Linked DNA regions of Zea mays: region 1 is linked to region 2. A link is a contact called in public Hi-C data. All regions are on one chromosome and are shown on one strand. Each heading gives the region's core, a stretch centred on a gene start, on an enhancer-like site or on the middle of the called end of the contact. The rest is flanking DNA. Distances are from core to core; before and after follow the strand shown. Region 1 holds the start of LOC100216818. Region 2 holds the start of LOC100282926.

Region 1 (3,008 bases), core at 269-2,768, 150 kb before region 2:
GCACGCCATGATCTCGTTTTGTAGATCAAATCATATTAAAAAATAACGTGGCGAATTTTTTTATAGATTTGATATTTGTTTACTAGATATTTTCAGTTAAAATTTTCTAATTCACAATCTCGATGCACGTGCAACAAAGCAGCTTAACACCTCATCTTGGTGCATGGCCATGCAGCCGGCCAAATTGGTGCTGGCGATTATCCCGCCCGTTGAATACTTGAATACCCAATTTCCATGTTTACTGTAGGGTAGCCAAATCTTGGTCTGAAACTAATTAATTAAACGGTAGCATGTCAAAATTTGTCTTGGCTATAGCTAGATAGCTAGAACCAGACATAACCTAAATCGGTTCAGCACACCCACCAATATTTTCTTGACTAGCTGAAGTTTCTACGATTTTAGTTTATTCGGTAAGAAGTAGATTTTGGGGTATTAGATGGGACTAAATCTCCTCCTATTAAAATTTGAATAAGAGGACATTTAATCCCCTCAATACTTCTCAATCCATATCAAACCGAGCATCTCTTCAACGAGTATTTAGTTTAAAGAAACAATCAATTTTAGATGAGGTGATGCATCATAAGTCTATTTCAAAATTTTGGTGGAATTAAACTTATTGCTCATATTATTGCTAATTATTGGCATGTGAGAAATGAAATGACCATGGATCAACTCATTCTATTGTACAAACCAAACAAGAAAGTGAAGGGCGTGAGAAAATAACGGACTAACTCATTTCTAAAACCAAACATGCTATAATTATTTCCATACCCAAACTTCTCTCTCTTCCTGTGGTTTTATATATGCAATTAATATGAATATTTTGGGTAAACCAGTGCGTGCGCCCACACAGCTGGCACATTACACTCCTAGCTAGCTTGCTCTCCTAGTTATAATACAGAGCACATTCAGTTCTCACTTTTGATATATTCCTAGTACAGTTTTACCTTTTGTAACACGATCGATACGCATGTCCAAAGAAATACCGTACGTGTCCTCCTGCCACTTGACTAAATGCATAGTGAGGAAAGAATATGCTGGAGCCAGTAGTACATACAATATAAACGACACATTCACTAGCTCAGAGAGAGAGAGAGAGAGAGAGAGAGAGAGAGAGAGAGAGAGAGGTGCACATACCATGTCAAATCAGTTTCTCAGTCCATGCATCCCATCCATCGGTTTGGACCATGTCTCTGTGCTATTTACGCTGTACCCTCAAAACGGCACGTACGTACACAAGAAGAAGAATAAAATAAATAAACATATATTATATTGGTGCCTGCTCCACCTCACCTAGCTCTCCACGCATTTCATCTCTCTCTCCCTCTCTCTCGTTAGCATAATACTCTCCACACCTAGCTGATGGGGGCCGGCTATCCCCCTCCATAATTGTACCAGCAAGTATAGTATTACCAAATTAAACTTTGCTCCTCATCACCCACACGCACAACAGACGCCGCAACACCCCGCCCTATATACAATAAGAACCATATGCCATACGCCACTCATGACCTAATCACCAAGATCCATTCCCTCCCCCTCGAGCAAGAACAGGCGGCAAGGGCTCCATCTGCTGCCAATTCACAAGTGCAGCAGGCCAGCAGCAGAAGCTTGTTGTTGCAATGGCTACTACTACTGCCGCAGCCCCCGACCTCTCGCTGCATATCAGCCCTCCCTCGCCGCCCGATGATGCTAGGAGCAGTGACGTGCTCTTCTCCAAGCAGACGTTGTGCCTCGGACTCGTTCAGACGACGACGGCGGCGGCGCATGATCAGGATGGCCAATGCGACGACGTCCAGCAGCAGCAGCGGCAGCGACTGCACCAGCAGCCTAGCCAGATCCAGAGGTTCAAGAAAACCTCGTCATCGTCGGCGGCGTTGTTATCTGCCGGAGGAGGCACGACGAGATCTGGGAACGGCAACAGCGGGGGCGGGAAGAGGAGCTCCAGAGCGCCGAGGATGAGGTGGACCACGGCTCTTCATGCACACTTCGTCCATGCCGTAGAGCTCCTTGGCGGCCATGAGAGTACGCTCGTCGACGCGACGTCCTTGCTTGTTGCTTGCCTTCCATATATACATTCTCACCAATGTTCTGTTCAATTGTTAGTCAATCGATTAATTGTGTGCTTCAGTTCGTTGGTCCTACGCTTTTGCCGTTAATATATATAACGACATGATGATCCGGTCTCTCTTGTGCATAGCTCATAGTGGGGAAATATTGTTACCTTGCATTGCTTTTGTTTGTTTTTCTTGCTTTCCACTTAATTAAATTGTAGCGTTTGCACACACTTCACTGAACTGCCAGTCTCGAGGTTTCAGTTTCATTTTTGTTACAAATTCAGAATTATTGTACCTTTCTTTCTAGGAGCAACGCCAAAGTCAGTGCTGGAGCTGATGAACGTTAAGGATCTCACATTGGCTCATGTTAAGAGCCACTTGCAGGCAAGTTACAAGAACCTCAATATACAATCTCTCTCTCTCTCTCTCTCTCTCTCTCTCTCTCTCTCTCTCTCTCTCTTCTCTCTCTCTCTTTCTCGATCTCCAGTAGATTTTGGTACTCAATAGTATTTCCCATGTCGCGAGACTCAAGAACCAAACAAAAAGATATCACAGTTTGACGATCTCTTGAGCAGCCCCCATTCACCTTTCCCTTCTTGGCATTGCTTGTAGTTGTCGCCAAATACTTGTCTCTTCCATCCGAATCATCATTTAACCAGTACTATATATATATATATATATATCAACCACAACGAACTAATGTTTCCTTTCCTTAGCGCGTTGCAAGAGTAAACCAATTAATTAAATGGCAGCACACAAGGATCAGTCTAATCTTTTGCATGGCGTCCTTTTCTTATTTGCTTTACTTGTTGATGCAGATGTATCGAACAGTGAAGGGAACGACGGCAGACAGATCATGTGCTGCAGGTAAAACATTTCTTTTCCTGAGTTGATATTCCTCAGGAGGGTCATATCACATAATGCTAGCTGAATTATTGGCATGGGGCGTGC
Region 2 (3,066 bases), core at 245-2,744:
CCTCGGGCAAAGACAGCCGACCCAGGAGGATTCACGTCTCGCCCGAGGGTTCCCTCAAGCAACAGGCACACCTTCGACTCGCCCGAGGCCCAGCTCGGGCAGGCTTCGCGGAGAAGCAACCTTGGCCAGATCGCCTCGCCAGCCGACCGGATCGCAGGAGCATTCAATGCAAGGATCGCCTGACACCTTATCCTGACGCACGCTCCTCAGTCGACAAGGCCGAAGTGACCGCAGTCACTTCGCCCCTCCACTGACTGACTTGACAGGAAAACAACGCCGCCTGCCCTGCTCCGACTGCTGTGCCACCCGCCAGGGTGAGAGTGACAGCAGCCAAGTCCAGCCTCGGGCGCCATAGGAAGCTCCGCCTCACCCGACCCCAGGGCTCGGACTCAACCTCGACACCGGAAGACGGACTCCACCTCGCCCGACCCCAGGGCTCGGACTCCACCTCGACCTCGGAAGACGGACTCCGCCTCGCCCGACCCCAGGGCTCGGACTCAGCCTCGACCTCGGACGACGGTCTCCGCCTCGCCCGACCCCAGGGCTCGGACTCAGCCTCGACCTCGGAAGAATCACCGCCTCGCCCGACCTTGGGCTCGGACCGACCACGCTATAGGGGGGCCCATCATTACCCTATCCCTAGCTAGCTCAGGCTACGAGGAATATGGCACCCCGCGTGCTCCATGACGACGACAGTTCTCGGCCCCTTACGGAAGCAAGGAGACGTCAGCAAGGATCTGACAGCACCCGACAGCTGTGCTTCCACAGGGCTCAAGCGCTCCTCCGACGGCCACGTCACATGAACAGGGCAACAACGCCTCTCCAACAGCCACGTCAGCATGTACATAGGACTCTGGCTCCTCCCTGCTAGACACGTTAGCACATTGCTACACTCCCTGTTGTACACCTGGACCCTCTCCTTACATCTATAAAAGGAAGGTCCAGGGCCCTCATACGAGAAGGTGGCCGCGCGGGAGGACGGGCTGACGCACAGGCTCTCTCTCTCTCCCTCGCGAACGCTTGTAACCCCCTACTACAAGCGCATCCGTCCTGAGCGCAGGACAACACGAGGCCGCGATTCCCCTTATTGTTTCCCCCTTGTGTTCCGTCTCGCGCCGACCCATCTGGGCTGGGACACGCAGCGACAATTTACTCGTCGGTCCAGGGACCCCCGGGGTCGAAACGCCGACAATATCTGTTTGTTTTAATCTGTTTTCGTGTAACCGTATATCTCGCAACCATTTCCGGCTATACCGCTCCCGTTCTCGGTAAAAAAATATGTAACAGAAACGAGAGAGGGTTCAGACTGTTTCTGTTCGTTCTCGTCTTAGTTGTGAGCAACCATCAGGACTAGTTTGCGAGCGATAAAACCAGAGGATTAGAGGGGCTAGATTCTCATTCTTGTTCAAAATCTAGCCCCTCAAATTACCTTTGGTTTTATTATGCTTCCAATCTAGCCCTGAGTGATCATTACGTTCCAAGATTGCCCTGGCCTTGCAAGCAAATTACCCGCCTTCTGCCATCTGACGTTCTAGGGTTTGGCGGCTCCTCTATCCTTTCTCCATCCGCTAGCAGGCGCGAGGCGCCCCCTCCGACCGACACTGAATCCCGCCTCCAACCTCCGCTCGAAACCCATACCTTCGGTCTCCTCCGTCTGTCCGTCGCCCATCCGGCCGCCTCTTCTCCCACCAGCCGCCGCTGCCGCACGTTAGCTCCTCCTGCATCGTCGCCGGACCTCCGCTACGCCCCCGTGCATCCCTGCCTTGGCAGGCAGGATCTGGCCACCTTTCGCCGGCAACAGTTGGGCGCCGCATAGGTAACCGCCTACCCCCGAGGCAAGGCAGTACCCCGTCGCCCAGCGTATAAGCGCGGAAGGAGGGCGCGGAATAGCGCCTTTTCTAACACTAATGGCAACGGCGGCGGCGGATGGCCCCCCTGTGGAACCGCAGTCTCTGAAGAAGCTGAGCCTCCGGTCGCTCAAGCGGTCCCTGGACCTCTTCGCCCCGGCGCACGCCCTCCTCTTCACGCCCGACGCCGAGAGGTAACCTCGCTTAGCTGTTAACTCTGTTCTTTCCTCGGGTGGTTCAAAATCCTATCAGGGATTCTAACTGCGTATTCTCTTGATCTTGCTGCGGCGGCGGTGGTGCAGCAAGCGGATTCGTACTGGGTGCAAGGTGAGTGCGGAGTACGGTGCGGTGAAGGACCTCACGCCGGAGCAGGGGCGCGGTGGGCAGGGCAAGGGTCCTGCGCCGCCATCTTCAACAGCTTTGGCATTGCCAGGTTAACTTTGCTCTTTTCATTCTTTTACTTGCTGTTTAATGAAGGTTGAATCTATTTAGATCGTTTAGAATTGTAAGCTAGCAGCAGTACCAGAAATTCATGACTTTACCCTATTCTTCAATTTCTAGAGCAATTGAATACGGTAGTGTGAAACCTACTTAACTGTTTGATTTTAAGTTACAGAATTTCAGAAACCATGACTTGTAGTGTGAAAATCTATAGTTTATATTCCTCTTAAGCCAAATACCGTAGGCACATGGTTTTAACAAACTCCGTAATAGCAAAAAGTAGGTTGCATCCCCTGGCTTAAATTGAACAAGAAACTATAGTTGAGGCGTTGAGCTACTCAGCTGGTTACCTTCAGCAACTTGTTAGCTTGGGGTTGGGTAGCATTTATGATCTAATACAGCTTCTGCTGATTTCCCTGCTTTCATTAAATGCAGTCACAGATACAGAAGAAAAAATGTCTTACACAGAAAAGCGTTGCGATTAGAAATTAGTTTACCTCAGTTGCTATTCAGTTTAAGATTTCCTTGAATAGCCATATCTATTTCATCTATAAAATGGCAAATGCATTGGGGATGGACTTTTTGGCTCCCCTGCTCTGGTTATGTAAGTGTTTCCAAATTAAAGTTAATGAAAATAAAACAAGATAGTTTGGGATCGCAAAAAAGCTCCACGAAACATGGAGTTTTTACTCTCTGCACCATTTTCTGATACGACTAACCACCAGTATAGATTTTGTCCTGAATGGTCTGCAACCAGGTCTTTACCTTCAAAGTTACT

What was found. Hi-C and Micro-C count contacts between places; a contact is called where the count stands out from the background.
Region 1: a contact with region 2 is called in a Hi-C map of ear, with 2.4 times the contacts expected there. The contact joins the promoter of LOC100216818 here to the promoter of LOC100282926 in region 2. A contact is called at or near these places in 7 of 25 Hi-C or Micro-C datasets (ear, leaf and tassel) and 1 of 3 datasets of contacts at active chromatin or transcription factors (leaf).

What each region holds. Positions count from the first base shown.
Region 1 is chr1:260,703,619-260,706,626 of Zm-B73-REFERENCE-NAM-5.0, reverse strand. LOC100216818 reads left to right here and starts at 1,518. Exons shown (of 6, transcript NM_001143214.1): 1 at 1,518-2,025; 2 at 2,365-2,441; 3 at 2,876-2,924. The coding sequence starts at 1,623.
Region 2 is chr1:260,553,200-260,556,265 of Zm-B73-REFERENCE-NAM-5.0, reverse strand. It overlaps LOC100282926, which reads left to right and starts at 1,494. Exons shown (of 16, transcript NM_001155831.2): 1 at 1,494-2,041; 2 at 2,150-2,280. The coding sequence starts at 1,908.